Linked DNA regions of Mus musculus: all the other regions are linked to region 3. A link is a contact called in public HiCAR-type and promoter capture Hi-C data. All regions are on one chromosome and are shown on one strand. The core of a region is the stretch at or near the end of the contact, and the rest is flanking DNA. Distances in the headings are between cores, read along the strand shown.

What was found. Promoter capture Hi-C pulls out the DNA fragments that hold promoters and counts their contacts. HiCAR-type assays count read pairs that join an accessible place to other places.
Region 1: a promoter capture Hi-C map of pre-B cells shows a contact between it and region 3, with 5 times the contacts expected there. The contact joins the promoter of 1110002J07Rik here to the promoter of Rhobtb1 in region 3. A contact is called at or near these places in 1 of 39 promoter capture datasets (pre-B cells) and 1 of 9 other capture datasets (liver).
Region 2: a HiCAR-type map of astrocytes shows a contact between it and region 3, with 2.3 times the contacts expected there. The contact joins the promoter of Tfam here to the promoter of Rhobtb1 in region 3. A contact is called at or near these places in 1 of 39 promoter capture datasets (liver) and 2 of 115 datasets of contacts at active chromatin or transcription factors (astrocytes and large pre-B cells).
Region 4: a promoter capture Hi-C map of liver shows a contact between it and region 3, with 8 times the contacts expected there. The contact joins the promoter of Ipmk here to the promoter of Rhobtb1 in region 3. A contact is called at or near these places in 3 of 39 promoter capture datasets (embryonic stem cells and liver) and 1 of 115 datasets of contacts at active chromatin or transcription factors (large pre-B cells).

Annotation. Positions count from the first base shown.
Region 1 is chr10:66,917,254-66,922,737 of GRCm38.p6, forward strand. 1110002J07Rik (RIKEN cDNA 1110002J07 gene) reads right to left here and starts at 3,131. Exons shown (of 5, transcript NR_138561.1): 1 at 2,917-3,131; 2 at 1,126-1,136; 3 at 423-577.
Region 2 is chr10:71,235,009-71,240,075 of GRCm38.p6, forward strand. Tfam (transcription factor A, mitochondrial) reads right to left here and starts at 3,036. Exons shown (of 7, transcript NM_009360.4): 1 at 2,832-3,036; 2 at 1,908-2,023; 3 at 535-605; 4 at 1-6. The coding sequence starts at 2,932.
Region 3 is chr10:69,211,003-69,216,031 of GRCm38.p6, forward strand. Rhobtb1 (Rho-related BTB domain containing 1) reads left to right here and starts at 2,192. Exons shown (of 11, transcript NM_001252637.1): 1 at 2,192-2,373; 2 at 4,300-4,350. A930033H14Rik (RIKEN cDNA A930033H14 gene) reads right to left here and starts at 2,096. Exons shown (of 2, transcript NM_001331193.1): 1 at 1,751-2,096; 2 at 1-1,382. The coding sequence starts at 2,003. The coding sequence ends at 1,324.
Region 4 is chr10:71,346,144-71,350,943 of GRCm38.p6, forward strand. It overlaps Ipmk (inositol polyphosphate multikinase), which reads left to right and starts at 1,620. Exons shown (of 6, transcript NM_027184.2): 1 at 1,620-1,947. The coding sequence starts at 1,809.

The DNA.
Region 1 (5,484 bases), core at 1,881-4,380, 2.3 Mb before region 3:
TGCCTTCCTTTAGAGCTGCTAGAGGTGAAGGTAAGAAGTAAAAAGATTTAAAAAGTGTTTATCATGGAACTAGAAATTATAAGTTGACTGATAAAAGAGCAGAGCCACTAACTTCTAGGACATGACTTGATTTGGAAGCTAAACACCGGTCAAGTTATTCTCCTGAAACTGACCTCCGAGTGTAACAGTTTAATATTGAAAACAATGACTGGACAACCTCTAAAGGAGCTGTCTTCCCGCCCAGCTTACAACGTGAATTTTTATGTTGTCACGTTTTGAGGCGAGGCCTCCTGTATCTCCACATTTTAGTCGCTGTTCCGTTGCTGTGACAAGACACTGAAGGCTGCAACTCTTATAACTGGGGCCTAAACTCACTTAATTAAACTCACTTAATTAAACTCACTTAATTGGGGCTGGCTTACAGTTTCAGGGGTTCAGTCCATCATCATCGTGGTGGGAGCAGGCAGGCAGCTGGCAGGCAGACATGGGGCTAGAGAAGGAGCTTGCAGCGACATCCTCATCTTCAAAGGCCACTCCCAGTGACATGCTTCCTCTAACATGGCTACACCCTCTAGTCCTGTCAAATAGCACCATTCCCTGGTGACCAAGCATTCAAATCTCTGAGCCTATGGAGTCATTCTCCTTCAAACAACCTTGAACTTCTGCTCCTCCACACCCAGGCTGTGCACTCAGGTTAAATGCAGTATTGGGGATGAATCCCAGGGTTGCATACACTCTCCCAGCCCCCAGCAACCAACTTGCAAGTTGAGTTCCGTCCTCAGATCCCATCAACTGCTTGGTTAGGCCCCAAGGTTTGTTTTTATTATTGTTATTACTACTATTGTCATTATAGTTAGGGTTGTTTAGGTTTTTGTTTTTTAGATTTGTTTAGTTTTATGTATATGAGTGCTCTTTCTGCATGTATACCTGCCTGACTGAAGAGGGCGTCAGGTCCCATTACAGATGACTGTGATTGCTGAGAATTGACCTCAGGACCTTTGGGAAAGTGGCCTGTGTTCTTAACTGCTGAGCCATCTCTCCAGCCCTATAGTTAGGGTTTCTATTTTTGCAATGAAACACCAAGACCAAAAAACAAGTTAGGAAGAAAGGATTTATTTGTCTTACCTTCCACATCACTGTTCATCATCGAAGAAAGTCAGGACAGGAACTCAAACAGGGCAGGAACCCAGAGGCAGGAGCTGATGCAGAGGCCATGGAGGGGTGCTGCTTGCTGGCTTGCTCATCATGGCTTGCTCACCTTGCTTTCTTATAGAACTCAGGACCATCAGCCCAGGGTTAGAACACAGTGGGCTGGGCCCTCCCCCACTGATCACTAACTAAGGAAATCCCCTATAGCTGGATCTCATGGAGGCATTTCCTCAATAGAAATTCCCTCCTTTCAGATGACTCTAGCTTGTGTCAAGTTGACCTAAGACTAGTTCAGGGCACTTACCAATATTTAAAAGCATAAAAAGAGAACGATGTCTACTCCACCCTAGGGACCCTCAACTCTAGTAGCAACTGGCTTGAGCTGTTTGATGAAGGATGAAGGTAAGGCATGAATGCTTTCCAACTGGGATGCAAGGTCAAATGTCATTAATTACGTCCCCTGATAATATGGCTGGCTGGTCCAAGAGGTCTGGAGTGGGGGTGGGGTGGAGGTGGAGTTAGACCTTCACACACCCAGTCACCCCAGGAATGTCAAGGATGGATCACACATAGATGAGGTGAGGAAGTCATGCCTGGAATGGTGAGGATGGATCACATATAAATCAAACTGTTAGGTCTCAAACCCAAGACAAACAGCTAACAGAGGTTACTATTACCATATCAAAGCTGACCCTGGCCACCAAGTTTTCCCACCATCCCTGAGTCTCTACCCATTCCAGGGTCCTCCTGGCTGGCATACTCCACCCCATACCCTAAACTTCTCCAGCCACGAGGCTGGACTGGGTTTTCCCTTCCCCCAGCCTCTCTGGCTCCTATACAATTCAGCCATTTCGGTTACATTATCTCTTAGCCCAGGCTACCCCTCTTTGTTAGTGTCTCCTTTCTTGCTTTCCCTGCCTCTCTCTCTCCACATAGTCCAGCTCAGTCTGGCAATGTTCACTCTGCACTCTCCCAGATGCCTCTTTTTGTCCATATTCTGTATTCTCTCTTATGTCTGTCACAAACCTTCTCCTCCACCATACCTAAGAACATCCTGAGCTCCTCCCATTTCTTTCTCTTTTTTTCCATCCATAAATCATCCCCAGAATGGTGAAGATGTGTACGGTTAGCACTCTGTCTAAATTCCATCTTACAATTACCTGGCAACAGCCAGGTAGGCCTGGCCCACTACAAAAGGGGCTGCTTGCCCCCTCCTCCCTCTCTTACTCCTTCCCGGCTTGCTTCTCTCGTGCCCTCTTGGGCTCTTCCCTTCCCCCTTCCCTTCTCCCTCTCTCCCTGTGGTCATGGCCGGCCTCTACTTCTCTGCTCTCTCTCTCTCTCTCTCTCTGCCTTTCTCTGCCTCTACTATCCACTTAACTCCTCTCCCCATGCCCTGAATAAATTCTATTCTATACAATATAATAGTATAGAATGTGGCTGGTCCTTCAGGGAGAAAGGATGCATTGGCATGGGCCCACTGAGGCACCCCCCCCTCACCACACCCCCATAGAACATGTTCTTATACCTCTTTGTCTTTTTATAATCACATTGTGTGCCACACAGATGAGGTCACCCCAGGAATGGAGGGTAGATCACATATAGATGAGGTTACCCCAGAAATGATAAGGATGTATCTCACATGGATGAGGTTACTCCAGGAATGGTGAAGATGCATCACACATCGATGAGATCACCCCAGGAATGGTGAGAATAGATCACACACCCAGTCACTCCAGGTAAGGACGAGTTACACAGAGATGAACTCACCCTGGAAATGGTGAACGTGAGCCCCCTACAGAGAGGGTTAGGGCATTTGCTGAAAATCCCTGCCACCGAGATCAGAGAAAACGGAAAAGGTTAAATACGGAAGAGACCTTCAAAGGTCACCTCCCTCTTTGCATGGAAGAGGAAGCCAAGGTCCCAGAAGGCTGCGTATCTCTCACAGAGTGCATTTACAGAAAAACCCAACCCAAGACTGCAGGCGCCTTCCACTGAAGTAACAGAAATGGGAAGGGGAAAAAAAAAAAAAAAAAAAAAACACTGAGTGAGTCAGGCGAGCGGGGGACACGGTCTCCCTTCCCCCTACCTCGGGGTGGTGGCAGGCAGCCAACTGGAGCTTGCTGCATATTTAATTTAAACCTTTGTCTGCCCTGGCAAGGACAAAGTACAATCTGTTTTATGTAAAAAGTCTTCCCTGAGGAAAGCCTCAGCCTCCAGCTGCGAAACTGATTGATGTTCTTAACTCCTCCCCCCCCCCCCCCCAGCCTCTGTGGGGATCCGAGGTTGCAGTTTCCAAAAAAAGAGTTGGGGGGGGGGGGAGGAAAGCACTCCAAACAAACAAGCAAAACAAAATTTCTTGCTTTTATTGTGTTACTCTCAATCTAGGAGAATTAGCCTGAAACTAGAGGGAGAAGCCTACAAATAAAGCCTATATTTTACAAGCCGATTTCAGAGCCCCAGATGGGAGGGGCTGGGACAGCAAGCTGCCGCGGGAGGCTGGAGTCTCGTCTAGGAGCTTTGTCTACAAGCTCCTTCTGCCTTGCCTTAGATGGCCTAATCTAATCAATACAGATACCAAAACGTCCTAAAGATGCCTTAAAGTGAAGCCTTCGTGTCAAGGAACATCACCGTTGGAAATGGTCACCGAACGTGAGATGGAGATTAGGAGTCACCTTGTTTTGAGAGCTCTGTGGATTTCCGGGTAGCCTGTTTCAGAGACCCTGATTTGGGAGATCATATGTCTTGCAAAACCAAGGCGTGCATTGTTGCAACTCAGTTTGGGGTCACCTCCAAGTGTTCCTGGACCTTCTAGACTTCTGCCTTAGACTGAAGCACTTAGTGACCTCAGTCTCAGCTGGCGCTCAGTGTTCAAAGGTTAGCGTCGAGGTGCGCTGAGGAGACCCAAAGGGGGCGGAACCACCCTGCATAGCATTAGACTTTTAACTCTGCTCCCGCCCTCGGTCCCCTGTATCAGATTGGTTGGAAGGAGAGCGTGGGTTAAGGGGGCATGGACCTGCCTTCCCCTTTCTGGTTCAGGAGCCAAACTTCATCTTGGAGTCAGAACAAAGCCATGGCCGGATCACACTAAGGAGCTCCAGCCTGTTTTGGGACAGAGCCAGGACCCAGAAACCATTGCCATGAGCCACCAGCTGGCTGCGGTCCCGGAAAACTTGTGCAGCTGCCGCACAGGCCAGACTGGGCCTGCACACTGTCACAGTGCCAGGCCCTCCATTAAGGCCCCCGTCTCCGCTCACACCCAACTTGCCCCGCGTACTTTGGCATCCTCCTGCCTTGAGGTGTGCCCTGGGATTACAGGGGAGACTTCAGAACCACCGAGTGACCTGCCTCCTCTTATCTTTCTGGGAATTACACAGTTGTTCTGGAACCCCTTGGAGAGGTCAAGGTAGATGGCTCCAGTCGCTGGTCTGATGAAAATGGAGGATTGAATCATTTCCCTTAACTCTGTGTGGTCTAATTTAAGTGCCTGTCATTAGTACTTCTAAGGAGAACACAGGCGCCCTAGCCCTGAAAACTGAAATCCCTCTCCGAAGGCCCTAATGATGGGGACAAAAAAAAAATCAATGAATGGCCACATTCACAGCTGTTTCCAGAAGTGTTTCCTGCTTTCTTGGACATTAAGCTCCAGTAATAAAGTTAACAACAGTACAATCATCCCGAGAAAAGGTCAAAGAAGAGGAAAATCTGTTTTGAAAAAAGATCCTGCCATCTCTTCCACACACCCGAGATTATCTCGCCATGCAGTGAGTGATTTCTCCGGGTAAACGTTCCCATTGACCCTCAGTGAGATGATCTGAAAGATCTGGCTTTTGCCCCAGTTGTATGAGTCCCTCTCCTGCTTGAGTATAAGCCTCCAGAAATCTGACAGACTGTAACAAGTCCGTCTTTAAAGGATTTGTGTGTGTGTGTGTCTCATGAGCACACACAGGTTAGAGTACATACACGAAGGTGCCAGCAGAGACCAGAAGAGTGCCAGGCAGTTGTGAGCCTCCAGACATGGGTGCTAGGAAATGAACTTTGGTCTTTGGCAAGAGTTCTTCTTAACCACGGAGCCATCTCTCCAGCTCCCCAAAGCTGCCTTTCGAATCCCTTATCATCAGGCAAAGGTCTACAGGCGTTCAATAAGCCTGGGTCTTAAGCATCTTTCCTGATATAGGAAACAGGGCAGGATGCCACAGTGGGGTCAGTGACCTAGAGTCCCTGTGGAGGGTGACCCAGTAGTGCTGAAGCTGTAAGGACAAGAAAGACTTCCAGGAAGCTGGCAGCGAAGGGGAAACGGTGGCTATGTTGCTTAGTGAAGTGATAAGCACACGTTAG
Region 2 (5,067 bases), core at 1,786-4,285, 2.0 Mb after region 3:
ATAAACCTGTGATGAAAACCTCAAATCAAAATCAATGAACTGGTGCTGCGGGCGAGCTCAACCCATCACATGTCAGGGAAGGACAACTGGACTCAGATAAAGGGAGATGACCAGCCAGGCGAAGACAGATGTGCTCTCAGATGTATTTTTTCACTGCTTGCTAATAATCAAGATGCGAGGACAGCAACTGGCCTTCATTCCTGACCACTGTCAACCACTCACCTGCACTCTGCCCATCCAAATCATCACTTACGAAACAAAAAGGAGAGATTACCTGTGTGGACAGGACCGCTAAGAGGGGAGGTGATACTGAGAAGATGGCTCAGTGAGTAAAGGCCTGCGAATGCTCAGGGTCTAAGACCCTCATAATGGGGGGCGGGGAGGGGCAGACACGGGTGGGCCCCTGGAGCTTGCTGGCCAATCAGCCCACTCAGCTAGCAAGCTATGAGCACATGCAGAAACCCTGCCTGTCCACTGAGCAAACACACACCCTATCTACACAACTGTCAGGAAGCTGACAACAGGAACGCTTACCTTTTTTTCTGCTTCTGGTAGCTCCCTCCACAGGGCTGCAATTTTCCTAACCAATTCTGAAAGTTTTGCATCTACAAATAGAATGGATTAAAAATGGATGTCTCAATTTTATTTCTTAGAGGTTAACTTCTACAACCTTTTGAAAATAGCCTAGTGGCTCTAAAGGCAGACTAATTACATGCATCTCTACACCATACAAATATAATTTTATCAGGAAATGCTAGAAAACTGATATTAGCTTTAAGGAGTATGTTGTAGATTACCAAAACCAGTCCTTGGAAACCCACTGCTAGAGTAAAATAAGCACTTGGGGAAGCACCTGCTTCAAGTTCAGGATGTCTGCATTTTAATTCAAATATTCTGTCATGTCTTTACTGTTAGTAAAACCCAAACAAACCACAAACATGTGCTGCTCACACAATAGCACTTCGCACTCCAATTACAGAAGTACCATTCAGATATAACACTGCTGTAAAAAATAATCCACCCATCTCCATTTCTCCCTCATTCTTAACTGAGGATACAGCTGCTTCATCAACCATGTGTTAGTGCCAAGTCTTCCATTTGAGAAGACAGGGGAATTCCTATAAGCATGTCTCTTCATCTCCTATCTACAAGGTAAGAATTTCAGTCTGATTTCCACTAGCATCCTTCGAGGTACTGGAAGTAAAAGAACTTTGGAAATCCTAAGGACTGACTTATTAATCAGCTACTACCTTTACACCGTATAATCAAATGAAGGCCCTACAACCCTTTCTTAGGCTTCCTGGAAAACTTTTCTAGTTGTAGATCTTTTTCCCACCTTCAGGAGCTTAGATAATTTCCAGTTAAGTTAATGATTTATACAGACCATTATTGTATTATATAGAACACTTCCCGATAAGTTATTTTATTGCACCTTAGACATTACAAACAAGCAACTGCCCAGGACAACTAGGCCTCAACTTTATCTCTTTTCTCTACAGTGCTCTTCACTCTACATGCTTTTGGTTTTTTGGTTTTTTTGGTTTTTTTTTTTAAGATTTACTCATTTTATGTATATGAGTACACAGTGGCCGTCTCCAGACACACCAGAAGAGGGCATAGGATCCCATTACAGATGGTTGTGAGCCACCATGTGGTTGCTGGGAACTGAACTCAGGACCTCTGGAAGAGTCAGTGCTCTTATCCACTGAGCCATCTCTCCTGCCCTCTACATCTTATTTTAAAACTATTTTTCTCATTTATATTTAAAGAACTTCTATTAGTTAAAAAAAAACTTATACAGACTACCAAAGAAAATGACTGTACTAGATGCTCTGGTAATGCAAATCAAAGATTGCAATTAAAAAAAAAATCATATCAGAGAAGATCATAAGCCCCAAACTCCTTACCTGGGTGTTTAGCTTTAAATTTGGGTAGCTGTTCTGTGGAAAATCGAAGGTATGAACTCATAGGTTTCTTTGGATAGCTACCCATGCTGGAAAAACACTTCGGAATACAGACAAGACTACACACAAGTAAAAAGAACGGAATGTCAGATACGTGTAACAGTCATACACAGATCTCAGATTCTAAGTACAAAGTCAGCCAAGGTGCTGTACATCCAACACCTCCACCTAAAATGCTAATAACTAGCCCAGCAGTTGTGGCACAGGCCTTTAATCCCAACATTCTAGTGGCAGAGCAGGTGGATCTCTGTTAAGTCAATGACAGCCTAGTCTACAAAAGGAGTTCTAGGACAGCCAGGGCTATGCAGAGAGACCCAATCTTTTAAATTAAAAAAAAAAAAAAAGTCAACCAATCAACCAAAAAAATATATAATCGTAATAACCTTTGAGTGCATTTCCCTTCCCTCTGCTGTGCTAAGAATTCAATTAAACGCAAGGGGCTTCAGCTGTATAAGCTCCATAACCGACTTACTTTAACAACCTACCCTAAGCAAAAAAATAAAAGAGGTTGCAGGGCTGAGGCTTGCAAACAGGGCAGGTTTGGGTGACCTAGCCAAACCAAAGAGGGGTGAAGCAAGTCCTAGCATCATGGGTGACCTAGCCAAACCAAAGAGGGGCCTGCAGGGCTAAAACAAGTCGTGGCATCCTGGGTGACCTCCTGGCAGCGTCCGGGCGAGCGTTCCGCGCCACAACTTCAGGGCCCGCCTCCAAGGCAGAAGGAGAGCGCCCTAGGCGCCGAAAGGTAGAAGGTGACAGGAAGTGGGGTCGGGTACCAAAAGGCGCGAGACCCCAGGCGGCCCGGAGGACGAGGGTGGGACGAGGGCAGACGGACGCCTGAACGAACGGCGTCCCTCGCCCGCGGCCTACCTGATAGACGAGGGGATGCGACCCCCGCAGCCCGCGCACATCTCGACCCCCGTGCGCCCCAGTGCTTTTAGCACGCTCCACATTCCCCGGAACAGCGCCATCGCTCGGGCCGACGAATGATGGCCCGGCGCCGTCCGGTTCGTCTCACGCAATACGGTGCCTATGGACTGCCACACTACCAGCGTGGGAACTCCGGGGGCTTGTTATCATGCCCGCCGCGCGCGGGGTACTGTGGGAAGCCCGGACTTCCGGTCCGCGGCAGGAGGCGGGGAGGACAGGAGGTGCTGTGCGTCCCCCACCGCTCAGTGGGCGGGGCCGGGCCGAGGAGGGGGCGGAGCCTGAGGCTAGGGAGGGTGGGCCTGGTCTAAGGTGGGTGTTGCTGAGCGGCGGCTTACCCCCAGGCCCCTGCCATGTGTTCTCCTGGGCTGCCTGCGTGCTGTTGCTGGACCATGGGCCTGGGCTGCCTACTGAGCTTCGTGACGCTGGTGCTGCGGCTTGTGTCACAGTGCCTGGCTACTGAAGTTAGAGATCCGTGGTACTGCTGATGCCCCAACAGCAAACTGCATGTTTCATGAGTCCGCAGGAAAGCCCACAAGGCTACTGGAGGGGTGGAAGAGAGGGAGGAGTGGTCTTGAAATGGATCGCCTTATTTATCTTCTCTTTAACAATTAATAGAAAGGAATGAGGGTTCCCAAGATGGCCCAGAGCCTGGCAAGCTGAGTTCTATCCCCAAGACCTACATGATTAAAAGAGAGAACCAACTCAAACAAGTTGCCCTCTGACTTTGACATACACACACACACAAACATGTACACAAAAGGAAATGTGTCACGAAAAAAAAATTAATAAACTGAACCCAGCTTGATGGTGCAGGCCTGTAATCCCAGCCCTTGGGAGGCGGAGGCAGGCATTCAAATTCATCCCCTGCTACATAGCAAGTTCAAAACTACATGAGACCCTGCCTCAAAACAAAAACCCAAACAACTAGCCCTCATAATAGCAACAAAGCAAGAATATTCTTCACTTGATCTTCTCCAAAAGGCTGAGAAGCGATAGCAAAAATATTCTTATATTAATACCTGAGCAGGGCATGCCAGAGCCCTGAATATTGTTTCCCACTTTGCAGATCACGTGGACTAGATGAGCTTAGCCAGCCAAACCACTGAAATTGTGGGACCAGGATGGACTTGAGGTAGTGTACAGTTTGTGTCCTACAAAAAACTCAATTTTTGTTTGTTTGGTTGGTTTTTTTTTTTTTTTTAATTCAATGGCATGGAAAAGATTAGGAAGATCTAAAAATGGTCAAGGGCTTCAATCTGTTAAAATATGTTGCTTAAGGTCTGGGAATGTGGCTTAACTGGTAGGGATGCCTGCCAGGATGCACAGAAAGCCGTTGGCTTAGATCCCCCCCATAAGCCAGGATCCTCACATAGAGCAGGCATGGTGTCTTAAGCCTCTAGTTCCAGAACTTGGGAAGCTGAGGCAGGACCACAAGTGCAGGGTTATCCTTGCCTACAAAGTAAATTCCAGGTCAGTCAGGCTAGAGACTTTGTTTCAAAGGTAAAATAAATAAATAACATTTAAAAATAACTATGTCATCCATCAGGCTCAGAGGTGAATGCTTTCACTCCAATCACTCTGGAGGTAAGAAGTGGGTAGAGATCTGTGATTGAGAGTTTGCTCTATATACAAGTTCCAGGTCGGCCAGAGTTAGCATGGTGAGAATATACCTAACAACAACAGCCTCTTCTGCTGCCTACCTGTACTTTTTTTTTTTTCTGAAAAGAAAGCAAAATCTTACTAGTGTAACACTGAGCTGAGAGTCTACTTCCTTTCTGCAGCTTTAAAACATTGTCTCCTTCAAGAGACAGAGGACCACACCCACTCCTCTAAACCCACTCCTTCTAAGCCCAGTTTACCATCACTTCCGGTTTCATTTCATTCTCTCTTGAGGGTAAAGGGGACTTCCAGCTCGTCCTTTCAAACCTCCTGTCACAACAGCAACAAGATCCTTTGTGTTTGGTTTGCCCTTGGAGTGTATCCAAACAGATGTAAAAACACATTTTCCTGTAAGTCCAGGCACCGAGCAATTAGAAATTATAGCGTCTTCCTAAAATGGAAGTCTGCATAAGACATAATTTCTCCTTAACCCCCTGTCGAGAGATTTCTAAAATAATTTGCCATTATAAATCAAGTAGAATATATCCTTGTAATGTTTTTATTGTAGATGCATTCT
Region 3 (5,029 bases), core at 942-3,441:
ACAAAGGTTAGTGATAAAATAAAGCCAGCCCTCGATGACCCTGGGGCACAAAAGTCAACCACTAACAATACTGAAAAAATGCAAATTGCCCTTGCCTCAGTTACCCCATCTGTAAAATGGTTCCAATGGCCTGCCTCATCAGTTGTGGTGGTATAATAATCTTAAGGAAAAAAAAGAGAGGAAAGCCATTCCCCGCTGCACTTGGGGCCACAATACATATTTCTTAGTTTCTAAGTTCCCATTTCTTAGTTACTGTTCTATTCCTCGGTGCCCCAAGGTAGTTTGAAAAGAACTGACTTGCCGAGAAGTAGCTAGTTAGCAACAACGGGGTTAATTAACTTTCCCTAATATATTCCTGGAGAGAGTATCTATTGATTGAGTCTTTCAACATGGTGTCCTTTTAAAGCAGGCTGAGGGGAGTCTACCCCTTGCCAAGCAAATGACCATATTCAGTCACGATCCACCTTGAACTCCTCAGACACGGGAATTTGACTTCTTCCTTCCTTCTCTTGCTAGCATCAAAAGGTTATGGCCTTGATGACCCCATCTCCAACCACAACAGTACATTAAGGATTGCTTAAATACCGCAGGTTGCCTGCACAACATTTTCTTATTTAAAAACATTTCGTTTGCTTAGCCTGTTGGTGGTACAAACCTGCAAGGCCGAGGTTGCAGGAGTTCAAGGCCAGCCTTGGCAACATAGCGAGAGTTGGAGACCAGCTATGGGAGGATCTAAGGGAGGGGCAGGAAATTGCCAAAGAGACTGGAAACCAGAGATCCTGGGGAGGAAGAGAAGTCCATCTAAGAAAACCAAATGTGGTTTCCTGAAAAGGAGGGACGGAGGCGTTACTGTGAGAGAGGGTTTTGTTTGCTATTCATTTTTTTAAGGGAAGTTGAAGGATAGCCCTAAGTAACCGTCCTCACAGTAAAATACGGCTATCTATCTTTCCCACCCTTTCGAGATGCTGGCAAGGCCTTAGCTAAGAACTGATGGAGGCCAAGGATGTAGCGTGGCCATTTTTTGTGTGCTCCATGTCAGCCTTTAGAAGGGTTTTATAAACGTAGCACATCCCTAGTTGAAGGCATTCACATCCTAATCCGCCAGCTGTCTCGTCTCGTTGCAGGACTAGAGTGAGCGGATTACACAGCCCAGTCTAACAGGCAGTTGAGAAGGCGGACTGAAAGTTCCCTGCGGACAGGAGCCAAGTTAGTTGCAGTTCCCTGTCACCTCCTTAGAGCATCGCGTGATGCCAGACACCCCTAGGCACCTAGGCAGTTCTTCTGCGGATCCGTGAAAAGTAACCAGAACTCTGCCCCCAGAACTCACAATCGGCTTGAAAGTCCACAGTGTCCCCGAAACTGGTTTTCCCTTCCAAGATTTCCTGCAGACCCAGAAGAGGCCGAAATCAGTTTCAGCTCCCCCCCCCCGCCCCCCAGCCTCTCTAAAACAGCTGATTTCGGGGTGGGAGGTGGGGGTGGGGAGGACCGGGTGGGGGGAAAAGCTGGGCGTCCCCCCCCCCCGCCCCCTGCCGGGACCCCTTGAGCCCGGTGCAGGGGAAGGTGACCAGGAGGGGGAGAGCCAGCCCGCACGTGCAGCGCCCAGGGGAGGAGGCTGGGCCAGCGCAGCGCTTAGTCAGCAGCTGGGCTCGGTTTTGAAACAAAAGCCAATGTCCTCCCTCGGAGTCCGCGGCCGGTCAGTTCCTAGGGGGAAGAAAGCTATGCTGCCCAGCCGGTTAGTGGCCCAACTTACTTTTCCTGAGCCCAGGACTGAGGGCCAGCGGATGTTCGGGAGTGGGTGGGATGCTGCGGGGAGGGGGCGCGGGGACAGCTCGCACACACCCTGCCCTGCTCTGATCTCCGCTTGGCTTAAGGCCGGGTCCCCGGGGTAGCGGGACGCACGCTGATCCCGGCCCTGGAGCCCAGGCCCCTCCGGTGTGCGTGCAGCCGCAGCACCTTCGCCACCTCGCGTCCCACAGCTCAGACACACCAGGCCCTGGTTTCATGAATGAAATCCAATCGTGTGGTTATAAATAGCCGCCAAGGCTGCTCACGTCACGGTGGAGAGAGAGAGAGCGATCGGAGGCCGCCACCGCTTTGCTCGCTCCGTGCCCGGGCGCAGGGTTCCGCCCGGTGCCCCGCCTGGCCAGGAAAGGGGGCGGGAGGAGGGCAGGGCTGGCGGCGACAGCGACCTGGGGACGAGTCCCGTGGCCTGCGCCGGGACGCGGACGCGGCCGGGTGCGGCTGGGCCATGCTGCCTTTGTGCCACGCCGGGCGGGTGGCGCGCGGTGCGCAGGGTCCCGGCGTCCCCGCGAGCGCGCGCGGCGGGGGCCGCTGCTGAGCGGCGGAGGGAGCCAGGTCTCGCTCGGCTGCAGGGTAGGTGGCTGTGTCGTGCTGAGTGTCCCAGTGAGCAGCGGAGCACCCTCACCAGCTCCCGATTGCCTCGCGGGTGGCAGGTGGGGACCCCGGCCCATGTTCCCACCCTCCCCCAGCAACGTTTGCGAGAGTGAGCTGAAGGGATGCGGGGGGACAGTCCCCTCCCAGAGGAGTGAGCTGAAGAGATGTGGAAGAGCACCCGCCCCGGCCGCACCCCTAACTTGTAGCGGCAGACAACACGTACAACAGGCACCTTAGCAGTCCGGTTGCACCAGGGCCGGGTGCTGCCGCGCCCCCGGGGAAAGGCGCCTTTTCCTCGAAGGACTCTGGTGGGGAACTTGGGACGCGAGAAGCAGGGTGCTCTGAGCCCTTGGGTGTTTGCCCTGCCCCAAGCAGTGTCTTTGGATGCACGATGACGCCCCTCTCCCTCCCCTCCCCCCTAGCCCTGTGTCTAGGGAGTCTGTTGTGAGTTGCTGTGCCAACAATACACGCTGCCTTGTGAGGGGCTTGCACACACCTCAACTTAAGTGTTCAGCTAGGTTCACAGCCAGGGGGTAGGGGGAGAGACACAGAAGAGATCCACACTCACACCCACCCCCAAAAAAGTGGAAGGAAGGCAAGACTGTGTAAAAAATGTATATATAACATTTGATTCCACTGTTGGCCGTGGGGTTTCCATCCCATATCAAACTACTCAACGGAGGAGCAAAGTCAATATTTAGACTCAGACAAGCCAGAAAAGTTAGGAGGGAGAGCCAAGCACAGGGTTCTGAGTTGGCTTTGCACGTCAGCACAAGAGCTGCGCCTTTGGGACTGCCTGTACACATATGCTGGGGCATTGGGGGTGGAGGCATGCATTAAGCTTGATAAGTTACAGAAAGCTGGGAAACGCTAGATAGTAGCAAGCAGAGGAGACATCCTGACTGAATCTCCCTGGTCTGTGCTTTTGGGGAAACTACTGAATACTCAGCCTGGGGTTTCAGCATGAGGTTCTCTGTAGGTTGTGCTACCTGCCATAAAAACATACAAGAGACTCCAAACCATGCCATGCTTCCAGAGGCATTCAGCTTGGCCAAGGGCAGATAATAAGCCACCAACAGGCTCATAAGTTCACTTTTAAACACTCTTTTGAGACTCAGTGTATTATTTCATCTTCAGTGATCTTTGGGACGCCTATGAGAACCAGTGGTTCCCATTAGACAAACTCAATCTTTGGACTGTCAGTAACATCTGAGTGTTGTCCCCACAGGGGAAGCAAGCAGTCAATTATCATATTAAACAAGATTCTTGATGAGACTCCTGGATCATATTTGAAAATCAATGGGGGTCTGGGTTTGATCCATTCCTTCCCATGGTGGGAGGCTTTAGCCCATCTCTATCAACAGTCTCTATGTTCCAAAGTTGTGAAGGTCACGGGCATCCCAAGGTACAGGGTTATGTATGCTCACAAGGATGCACACAAGTAGCCTGGTTGATGTTACCGACTTATTACTTCTACAGAAAAAGAAAATAATTAATAATAATAATAATAACAGAAGAAACCAGAATTCATTGTGTTGGGGTTAAGATGGTGTTTTAAAATGACAATTTTTTTTAAGAAAATCTCCCACTCCCTTGTCTATTTGAGAAAACCAGTGAGTTTTCACTGTGCTTACCATCCATTTGTGGCTAAGTGCTTTTTCTGTATCATCCCCAAATGCTCAGAAATATACTTCTTCGAATGCTATAAAATGCTAACATAGCTATTTCAGGAGATACTTGACCCAAAGAAATACCAGTGTACACAGAGCATAAACCAAAGTTAGTCAGACTCTGCCCATCCTCGCCTGTGGAGAAAGATACAAAGTATGTTAGAGAAAAAAAAAGAGTTCCTGTGGGCTGGTGGCAGGCAGAGGGATTTTAACAGTATTTCTCTCTATTCTCTAGGTAAGACCAGCTGTGCGCAGGAACTCCTGTTCTTCACTTCCCGGGAGCGAGGTCAGTAGCTCTGCGCATGCCCACAAGCACAGATGAGTATTGTAGCCTCTGATGCTGAGATATGTTCTAGAGCAGGTTTCTTAGTCGTTTTGTCTCGAAAGAATCGGGTTTTGCTGTTTTATATGGTTTGAATCCATTGTTTGTTGAAATCAGTCTATTTTCTCTTCAAAGAAAAGAACCTTAAAATGAATCTTGTGTGCCCCGTCTCTCCTTCCTGTGGGTCATTCTAAGGAGAAAATCAAAATGGTAGTAGACAGTTGAGGGTCCTGGGCATCTGAGTGTAGTCGGTAATGGAGATTTGACTCATCTTCATCTTAGCCTTCAGGAGATTTCATAGACTAGTAGTGGACATTTGTGAGCATGCGTCAAGATTTGGTTCTGTCCATTTATGGTTTTATTCTACATATATGTGTGTCAAATAAATGGAAAAACACATCATACACACCACACACACATATGCAACAACTGTGGTGTGCAACAGCTTTTGGGTTTTTTGTTTTTTAAAAGATTTGTCTTAATCTAAAAACATAAACTCCTGTTTGAAAACTTCATCTCTGACAGGGAGACAGAGGCCAAGAAAAGTTGAGTGACTTATTTAATCTAGTAACTACAGATATCCCGGGAACACTCGGCACTGCAGCTGTCCCTAGAGAAGAGGGTCCACTCTTCTAAGTAAATA
Region 4 (4,800 bases), core at 370-2,869, 2.1 Mb after region 3:
TTTTTTCATTTTTCTTTTTAAATTTACACCTCAATTCAATTATTTATTCCAGGTTCTCTTTTGATTATCCTATGAATCAGCATCCCCTGACCCCACCCCTTTGATTCTTAGGAAAACAGCAAGCACATGTTTTCTTTTAACATTGCAAAAGAATTCCGAGATCTGCCTGCTGTGTTACACACGGTTGCTAAGCTAGCTGGGTGGGATCAGCTAGCTGGGTGGATCTCCTGAAAAGACCATTTCTACCTGAGCTTGGATTTGCTGTGCCCCAGGCTGAACTTGAACTCAGGAATCTGCCTGTCTTTGTATCTTTCTGACAAGCTGGCTCATTAGTGCAGTTGTCTTTGCTCCTTTAGAGTCCTGAAGCCCCTCATAATTCATATTGCATCCTGAAGGTCCTGGGTTTACCATTTTGCTGAAACATTAGCCACACCTTTGCCTCCTGTAATACTCATGCTGTCTTAGATTATCATGGAGTCATTATCCTTAAGAGAGAGGACATTCCCTGAAGGGATGTGAAAACATGTACATTATTTATTACACAAACAAGCCTTATGCCCACAGAAGACACTGGACACTTTCCACGAAGGGCTCAGCAACATCTGGAGGCTCACACCAGGGCCCTGTACCAGCAGCAGGAACTGTGTTACTCTGTTTCCACCAGAGTTTGGCACTTAAGAGATTCAGCCTTGGGGCTGAAGAGATGGCTCAGCAGTTAGGAGCACACTGCCTGCTCTTCCGGAGGTCATGAGTTTAATTCCCAGCAACCACATAATGCTCACAGCTATCTGTAAAGGGATCCGATGCCCTCTTCTGGTGTCTGAAGACAGTGGCAGTGTACTGAGTACTCACAGACAATAAATAAATAAATAAATCTTTAAAAAAAGCATTATTAAAAAATTTTTTTAAAGGAGATTAAAAGCAATATATCTTTTGCATAGGACCTAAGTTTGATTCCCTGCGTCCTCATCGGTGTGCCCATAATGCCCGTTACTCCAGTTCCAAGAAACCCCACTCGTTTGGCTTCCCTGAGCACAATTAACAAGCTTAAGAAAAAAAAAAATGAATTAAGATGACTGTCAATGTCTAACACATAAACTTGTCATGAGTACTCTGAGGTAGTGGTCGGGCAGGGTGCCAACTGGAAGGTGTGAGAAGAGACATCTTCAGTCAGGATGCTTCTGTCTCTTTGATCTGAAAGGGCAGGGCGTTGTGGGAGGTCTGCCCCTAACCAGTCACCTCTCTGGGTTGCTCTGCTGCGGGTCTCCTAGGTCTAATGAGTTTTTCACATAGGGACTCCGGACGCCAGTTCGCTCCCTGAAGTGCTTGCTGGTAATGATGCAAGCAGGGGCATTTGAGACAAGTCCCATCCTGCGGCCTCTGAGCATGCTCAGTGCAGGTCGGCAGCGGGCTGGGACTCTAGACCCGCTCAGTTTGGCGCTGGTCTACCTTCTGGACGTGTTCCGTGGAAGGGGTGAGCAGGTCTGGTCCGGTAGCTTCTGCGCATGATCAGTGTGGAGCTGGCCCCGATCCAGTAGGGTAGCCTCTGGGCATGCTCGGCACCGCTGGGCGGGATCCTGGCGAGTAGCTGTTGCGCATGCTCAGAGTGGAGCTCGCCCGGCCGGAGCGCACAGGGGGCGGGCAGAGGCGGGGCCGCGGCGCCCTTATCCCGGGCGCGGGCGGCCGGGGTTCAGAGTGCGGGCCGCGGAGCGGGCAGCGCGGTCTCGGCATGGGTCCGCGCGCTGGGCCTGCGCGGGCGATGCCGCCCCGGTCCTCCCTGACGCCTGACGCCGAGTGTCGCCGCCCCGATGGCCGCCGAGCCCCCAGCGCTGCGCCTGCGGCCGCCGGGAAGCACCGGAGACAGCCCGCCGGTGCCGCGCCTGCTCGGAGGCTGCGTGCCGCTGTCGCATCAGGTGGCTGGCCACATGTACGGCAAGGACAAAGTGGGTGAGTGCGGCCTCGGGTCCCCTACCCCAGTCCTCTCTGTGCTCTGTCCCGGCAGTCCCCGGCCTCCGCCGTGCCTTGCTCTGGCAGTCCCCGGCCTCCGCTGTCCCCAGCCTCGGTGGTGTTGTGGGTTTAGCCGTCGCCACCCCTACAGTCACTGGTCCCCACTCTCCCCACCCCGGCATTCTCAGGCCTCCGGGTCACTGTCTTAGCTGTCCCCAGCTCTTCTGTCCCCACCCTGGCGTTCCCTGGCCTCCCATCCCGGTCACAGCTGTCTACGACTCTTCTGGTCCCCACACGGCAGTCCCCGGCCCCAGGCGTCCCGCAGCCTAGAGTCACCGGCTCCCGTTGTCCCGAGTGTCCCCTGTCCCCGGGGGTAGGAAGCCGGGCGCCCCCAGGAGCAGCCACAGGCTCCTAGTGGCGCGGAGAGGCGTGCCCCTTCGCTCCAGGGAAGGCGAGTGATGATTGGAGAAGGCGTTAGTAAAAATAAGGAACTTGGTTTTCTTTTCTGGACCGGGAAGTAAATTCTCTCTGGAGCTCAAGCTCTGTTTATTACCAGGAATAGTAATTGTTAGAGGGACCCAGATGCTTGATGCTAACCCGTCGCAGGAGGGGAATCAAAAGCAAACTGCTATATGTTTTTAAACTTGCCTTGGCTCATCCAGGATCACTCCCTGTCCCTTGAGAAGGATTCTCCAGTGTCTTTGATTGCGCTGGGAGGCGTGGTTCGGCGGTGCAGATCCTTGCCTCCTGGGTAGGCTTCACACTGGCTGTTCCCGAGAACAGTACACATATAAAATATGCATTCTTTCCTTATTCATCTTTATAGACTGTTCCCTGGCATTTGTTATGTGCTTTGTGAATTCAAGATTTGTAGAAACAGCGCAGGGTCCACTCCAGGGCAGAGACTGTAATTCAGTCCGATACTCACAGCGTTTGGGCACGGTAGTCATATGAAGTGTAGGGTGAACTTGGGACTCTTGTGGATATCTGACCCGGAACAACCGTTAGAGACGGTATGTGGGTATGTGTTTTGCTGATAAAGCGTTTCAGGTTTAGGCTGGTAAGGCAATAAATTTCTTTCTTTTCTCTCTTCAGTGGTATAGAGGATTGAGTCTAAGACTTTAGGTAAGAGCATTACCACTGACCTACATTCCCGAGGACTTCCTCTTTTTCTTTAAAGACAGGGCTCCCTAAGTACCACTTGGAACTCACTATAGCCTAGGCAGGCCTTGAACTTTGGATATAAAGCTGAGGGTATAGGCATGAACCTGCATTTTAAGACAAGCCTGGTTAAGCATCACACTGACACACTGTCCCAGAACCAAACCAACACCCACCCTTTACTGTGCTTGTGGGAAGCACACAGCCTGGAGCTCAGCTGCCATCAGGAAATGTTGAAAGACTACATCAGAGTTAGGAAACTGCACACTTGAGGTTCTTGGCTAAGATATTTCCTTCTGTGCATCATATCTGGAGTCTGCTTGACCCGAAACAATGGGATTCCTAAAGGCCTAAGAAAGTGATTAATTCCCTGGAGGTCCTGGAGACTATGTAAAAAACAGACCCAAATCAAGATCATCTGTGATTGGCACCTGGGACTAGCTTACAATGCTAGCGCCCTGTTTAGAGCCAACTGGTGAATAATTCCAGAGTGCCCTGATTGTGACTTTAAACCATGTCCCAAACAAACAGCCTGGAAAGAGCTAATTTCTCACCCGAACTGCTTCGTTGAAAAAAACGATTGAGATTTCAGAGAAAGTAGTCCCTAGTTTTGCTCTTAAGGGTTTTCTTGTTTGTTTGTTTTCAATTTCACTAGATTCTTTTGACTGAGAGAACAGGTTCTTGTGGTGCCCGCAGCCTGATGTTTGTTCCCCTTGGATTCTCAGATGTTTACACTGGAGACGGCACCAGTCCTCTTCCCTGCTCATAAATAGATAGCAAGGTAGTCAGCCGTTCAAAGTTCAGCCATTTTTATTATTCCCTTCCACTGTCACAGATGGGTCACATTGCTTTGAGCAGTGGTTCTCAGCCTTCCCAATGCTGCGACCCTTCATACAGTTCCACCTGTTGTTGTAACCCCCCCACCATAACACTGCTTTCATCAGTACTTCATGACTGATTGTGATTTTGCTGCCGTTATGACTCGTTATGTAAATATCCACGTTTTCCTAGGTGACTCCTGGGAAAGGGTCTTTCTGCCCCCAAAGCGGTCACAACCCACAAGTTGAGAGCCACTGTTTAGATCCTACCCAGCACACTGCCGAGGGGCCACCACCGCCTTAGTCCTCACTAAGCTGGGGAACACTTTGTAGAGGTTGTATTCATTGTCATGTTTAACTGCAGCTATACACTGTAACGGGGGTTTTCATTTTAGGATTGATCTTGTCTCAAGGACAGGAAAAGAAAATCATGCCACCCCTCATTGGTTGCCCTAGGGTTAATAGCTGCCACCTGCATTCTGAGTGCCCCTGGGCCATTGTTTTGGGGCACTTAACTATACACACTGACAGCATTCTGAACCTTTACTCGGACACTCCAGAGGCACACACTGTTTGTTTGTTTGCTTGTTTGTTTGTTTGTTTTTTGACCTGGGCTGCATCTTGTTGTTAAACCATGTTCATTTCTGTATAGATGTTCCTTGGCGGGCGATGTGACAGTTACCCTCATCAAACACACTGCTGCCTGGTGGCCTGGTGCCTCTGGGAGCTTCTCCTTTGCCCTGTCGTTCAGTCTTTGGAACAGTTGTCTTCGACCGAGTGCTCGAATCAGAATTTGCTTACCGGTTCCTCTCTGGTGAGATGTGCTTGTGTCTGCTGTAGCAGAAGATGTCTTAGGTCATTCCTGGACACCATA